Linked DNA regions of Rattus norvegicus: region 1 is linked to region 2. Evidence: chromatin contacts called from public Hi-C data. All regions are on one chromosome and are shown on one strand. Each heading gives the region's core, a stretch centred on a gene start, on an enhancer-like site or on the middle of the called end of the contact. The rest is flanking DNA. Distances are from core to core; before and after follow the strand shown.

What was found. Hi-C and Micro-C count contacts between places; a contact is called where the count stands out from the background.
Region 1: a contact with region 2 is called in a Hi-C map of liver, with 2.9 times the contacts expected there. The contact joins the promoter of Fkbp3 here to the promoter of C6h14orf28 in region 2. A contact is called at or near these places in 3 of 12 Hi-C or Micro-C datasets (frontal cortex, liver and mammary epithelial cells).

Annotation. Positions count from the first base shown.
Region 1 is chr6:88,860,067-88,863,069 of GRCr8, forward strand. Fkbp3 (FKBP prolyl isomerase 3) reads right to left here and starts at 1,686. Exons shown (of 7, transcript NM_001106736.2): 1 at 1,556-1,686. The coding sequence starts at 1,663. It also overlaps a transcript of Fancm not described here.
Region 2 is chr6:88,700,521-88,703,401 of GRCr8, forward strand. C6h14orf28 (similar to human chromosome 14 open reading frame 28) reads left to right here and starts at 1,298. Exons shown (of 5, transcript NM_001108025.1): 1 at 1,298-1,380.

The sequences.
Region 1 (3,003 bases), core at 436-2,935, 160 kb after region 2:
AAAAATAATGACCATCAACTAATTTAGGTAAGAGAATGATCACTGGGGAAAAGAAATTATTACAAAACTGTTATTTGTTTCAAGTCCCTTGAAATTGTCCAAGTCAGGTCAGCGTAGCCTAAGAGTCTAAAAGAAGGGAAAAAATTAAAAACTTTACATTTTACAGTGGGATAAATAAGCTGTTTAAAGACAGCTTAGAGAAGTACAGTATTCAGGTATTAAATGCCTAACTCTACTGCTGAAAATTATAATGGCTTAAGAGACTATCCAGTAAAATGATATACAGGTCTATCTGCAAGGGTGTCTTTCCCTTTCACCCTTGCGTATTCATTCAAACACAGGTCTCCAGGTTACTGCACATGCTCCAAAATATGGGCTGAACCATATCCTGATGCCATGTGTGAGAGTTCCTGAATCTCCCAACGAGATCTTAAGTGAAAAAACAATCTTTTCAAAGGAACCCAGAAACTTTTTTAAACTGAAATAGCAGGACTCTAAAAACACAGGCATGAATAGGTGAATGATGACTGGAAAATACGCATTTAAATGTCTGTCACCAAATTCATTTTCACTTTGGAATCACACAACACTCACTATTTTGACATTTTAGATTCTGGAAAACTGTAGGAAAACCTAATTTAGGCCGCACTTTCTATTTCTGAACAGTAGATATGTGCACAACGTGTACCATCATTCAACAATTTAGCTGAGGTATGGAACAGGACATATATGGCGCAGGGCTGTTATCCCTAGCACTTTCGAGGTGAATGTGAGGTGAGTGTGAGGCTAGTCTGGGCTATGTAAGATGCTGCCTCCAAAACACATTAAGGAGTTGGGGGGTGAGGGTGGACGGAATGAATGACCCTTTCTGAAGGACAAGAAGTCAAAGTCTAACAAAATAATCCTGTGACTACAAAATGGGTGGCTAATATGCAGACAAGGCTGAAAACTGCATTATACAACTAGAATTTTTCAAATCTGCGTGCTTATAATCATAGAAGACCACAATATTAAAAATTCGCATTTAATTCCCCTAAGGTATTTTGTAAAAGGCTTTGGAACGAAAAAGTTAAAACACTAATACATGGGTTTTTGAAAATCACAGATTATAGTTCATTGTATTTAGGACCAGTGTATTTAATACACTGGTAAGACAAACAAGATGCACACGAGACTCCCTCACAGCTTTACACCCCTCCCATTTCCCAGTGGCCAGCACACTCTGAGCCCGGGAAGCATGCACTCCCCGTTCCTCGCCCCCGCCTGAGACGCCAACATTTCAAGGTTCCTTTTTCTCAGGTCCTCGGCCCTCACAGATCCCAACTGAGATTTAAATCTACGATCGCAGCTCCTTGGCCTAGGAAACAAGGGCTGATCCCCGCAGAAACTGGGGCGGCCCAAGGGGTGGGAGCTCACGCGGGCCGCTCGGGCCTGGCCAGCACGGGCCACAGAAGGCGAGGGCGGGGGCACGGAGGAATCCGGTATGTAAGGCATCTCCGGGGGGGTGAAGTGGCCCCGGGACGCCCCAGCCCGGCCGCCCAGAAGCCTTTGGTACCGAATCTGAACCGTGATCCTGCAGAAACTTGATAATGTCCTTCTTGGGCAGCTGCTCGCTGCGCAGCTGCTCCACGGTCCATGCACGCTGCGGAACAGCCGCCGCCATCTTCCCCCGCTGCTGCTGCTGCACTGAGCCAGCCCGCCTCAGCCCGGCGCTGCCCCGCCCCCAGGGCGTGGCCCGGGTTTGCGCCACGCTCTAGGGGTGGGTCCTATGCCTTGCTGAGTCAGCCCACATATTCTACGCAGCCCCACCCCTGAAGCGTGGCCTGGGCATGCGCCATGCTCGAGGGGGCGGGACTTCTGCCATTCTTAGTCTTCTTGGGGCCTGCAGGGAAACTCAGGGGCGGGGCCGCCGTCGTCCTAAAGGGGATTGAGACGTGGGCTAGGGTGATGTCAAGGCTGGGTTGTGAGAGCCTTGTTGAGTAGAAAGATCTGTGGTAGTCGGTTAGCCTGATGAACGCAGTGATGATGTCAAAGCTTATTTTGACGCTTTCTAAGCCCCACCTGTTTATTATTTACGGCCTACTACGTCTTTAAAAGTACAGATTGTAAACTCTTTAAAGAAAATAACAGCATTCGAGTTTTCTGTTTCGTTTTATCTAGTTCTATTCTAATCTTATCTAAATTGACTTAGTACTTGTCCATCAAACAATTTTCACAAAACTAAATGGAAACCTCCCCCAACAGAGTTTTGCCTACAAATTTAGAAGCTTGAATAAAACAATGCAATTAAGCTACACTTAAAATACATCTTTCCGATACAGCAGGAGCTACGTGTGTTTGTACTTTGCTTCAGTAACTGAGGGAACAGAGATTTACTAAAATTGTACTGGTACCCAAGTCTGAAAGCAGAAAGCTATGACTAACAGAACTGCACAAGAACGCTTACTGCTCTAAATCTGTATGCCTGAAGCACTCAGGAGCCTGTATAGCCCTTTACAAGCTGAGGCAGGACATTGGCCAGCTCAAGACCATTTTGATCTACATGCTCAGTTCCAGACCAGAGTGAGCCTCCGAGCAAGACCTTTGTGTGAAACAAGAACATACGGAGGGAAACAGAAAAAGAAATACCATGACAAAAATTTGTTTTAGTTTCTCAATACAGAGCCAGATTACATTCACTTTCTTTAGACAGGCAAAACATTAAAGTTGCCATTTGTAACATGAGACTGCATTTTCTCAGGATAAATGGAGAAAAATATTAATTATTTAACTCTACTTTTGCTTTTACTCTCATCTTCAGGTTTAAATATTCAATCATTTTACGGTCACAATGGATGCTTGCCCTGGGATCACAAAGTTATGTATCTTAACATTGTATGTAGTAGTATCAGGTTAACAGTGATACCTCATTTGAAGAAGAGCAAAAACTACATTCTATTTACTCATGTTACTCTTGGCCTAGCAACTCTGGTAACCAAGGATAACCTTGACCTCATGATTCTC
Region 2 (2,881 bases), core at 48-2,547:
AGTAATTCTCATCTGTAAAACGCAGCAAGAATCTACAGAAGCCAGAAAATTAAAAAGAATGCCTTGTAGTTAGAATTCTTTGGATATCTTTTTCCTCTCTCTGCTTAGAGAACTATGTTTCCTCTCACCCTTACCTGCACCCAAGCTTTTTTGCCAGCCTGCATACCTCCATCTAGAGAGATTTGTGTATAAAGTCCTCCTACAGCCTTGCATAAACATTGTATCGTTCAAGAAGGTCCCATACGAGAAGGCGTCCACCTTCCTTAAGCTCAGCCTGTGAAAATGCCCATCTAATGACCTGGCGATCAGCGCTTCGCATCTGCCCTCCTGGATTAGGGAATCCAGACCCCTATACAGTCTTTATTCAAAGATTGAATGGTACTCTCATCATCTCCAGTTCTGCCTGAGAGTAGAGGTAGTGTTTCTGAGGAGTATTCTCCAGGTACAGAGCTACACAGGGCTTTAATTCTTTGGAAATTAAAAAGTTACTAATGAAATGAATTGTGAGTAAAGCCACAAATTCTTGAGCATCTGTCACTTGCTGTGTAGAACCTTATCTCTAACTTTTTGAACACTACAATGGTGCTTAAGCTATCTACGTATTAATAGCGTTCCCTTCCACTGCAAAATATGCTATGGCTAATCTTAAACAGTATTTAAGATGGCAATTCAATTTTTTTCATAGATACTTATTTCAAATACATATACATATACAAATGATTATTCTCCCATAGTCATAAGATGCTAAGAAAAATACATGTATGCTTTCTCTTTCTGAATTAAGGATTCCAAAGACCTAGAATCAAACTAAAATCAATACTGGTCCAAAATGGGTACTAACTTCAAAAGGCCAAGCAGTTCCAGCCCAGACAGCTGCGGCTCAGGCAAAACCCAGCCCATTTCCGGCTACCCCACCCACCTTGTCACGCTGGGACCCCGCCCCTCTCGTCAGGACCCGCCCTCCTACACCTGATCCTGTCTCCGATTGGGCAAGTCTGAAGACTGTACACACACCCGACACGCGCACGCTGGGCGGGGCCTTCGCGCCTGCGTAGCCTCGCGGCCGGCGGCTGGCCTGGCCGGGCTGGGGGGAGGGGGCGGCCCGCGGAATCCTGCTCCGTAACAAGCGACGCGCCGCGCCCCGCGGTCCCGGCTGCGTGGGCCGCTCGGGTGGGGCTGGGCGCTGCGGCTGCGGTGGCTCCCGCCGCGGCGGGCGCGATGGAGGCCGTGCCGGAGCCCCGCACGCTTGCCGGGGCCGGCCAAGGCAGCCGGAGGAGCTGGTAGATGCGGCGGCCGCGGCGGCGGCGGCCCGGGCTCTCCATGAGCGAGCGGCGGCGGCGACGGGTGCGGCGGCACCGGCGGTCTTCGGTCCCGCGGGAGGTAGGCGCAGAGGACCCGCCTGCGGCCCGGAGGCCTGGCTGCCACGGCGGGAGGGTGGGCGTGGCCGCGCGGGCATGGACTACCCCCACTCCCACCCCCACCCCCGGACAGCAAGTCCCGCGCCCCTCGGTAGTGCGGTGTTCGGTTCCCGCGACAGGTGGTCCAGTCCTCTGGGGAATGCAGTGTGACCCCCCTGGGTATGACAGCTCGGGAAAAGGGGGTCCTGTTAGCGGAGAAACTGAGGTTGGGGAGTTTCCCAGGCTCAGTCCACCTGAAGGCGCTGGGATGGAGGCAGGTAAGAACCAGCCCAGTTCATCCATCAGTGACTACGTACCAAAAACTCCGAGCTGTTTGAGCTATTTCATTAAAGCTCTTTGCTCCATCTCTCCCTTTTCTTTCCTTCTTTAGTTTTATTTGTTTAAGTATTACTGCAATTTACATTTGAACAACTGACCAACTTTTTGCTAGAATTTTAAGTGTTCCCAAGAGCTTCCAGCCTTGCCTCTAAAGTTAGGTTTGTGCCTTATATATCATGCGGTCTAAATGGTGCAGATTATAATCATTGCTTTTCAGAGCTCTGGTTACCATTCATTTGACCACATCCAAGAGGTAGAAAGAGATCTACATTAGAATAAAAAATATAATCTGCAATTTTAGTTTCAACAGAAACGCTAAGGATTTAGGCTTCCTTTCCCAGTATAATATTTAGGAATCCAAAGTCAAGCATCTAAACCTTGCTACAGAAATTCTTTAAAATTCAAGAGATAAAATTCAGATCGCAAAAAGTTTTTATCATTTTAAAAAAATACTTGAATGTCTTAGGTTTTTTTTTTAACTCTAAATGAAACTGATCAGTTTATCTTAAGAAACTTGTTTCCTCATGTTTCCAGATTTGTCACACTGCTATTTCAAAGTGATTGATGAGAGCCAATGTTAACAGTCTCTAAACACCCGGGATTCTAACCAAATATAGTACTACATAATTTAGAATGCAGTATCTTGTCTCAAGTAGGAAGCAGTGAACATGTGTTTAATGCACAACGGAATTTGCTACCACAGAATAGTTTTGAACTTAATTTTGGACGTAAAACTCAGGTTTAGAGTTGGGTTTGTGTTAGCTTTAGGAATATGTGATATTTGAAAAGAAAAGGTAGTCCAAGTGAGAGACTGACTTAAGCCATTTCTTTCTCTGGTTTTTGTCACTCAGATAAATGCCCTTAAACACCTCTGGAAGTAACACTAGAAAGCAGTGTTGTTATATATAGTTTTTTTTCCCAAATAAAGCCAGGCTATTTTTACAAAACAATTTCAACAGGGACTGTTTTTTCTTTAATTGCTTATGTAACATACATAGGATGCAAACACCCTTATTAAAATAGTGTCAGTGACTCTAAAGACAGTGTTTGGCTGTCCTCAAGGTTAGGAGAAGGAGAGGAGGCAGTTTAAAGGGGAAGGACACTCCATTTTATTCCTAGAACAGGCAGAGGGAAGAATCGGGATA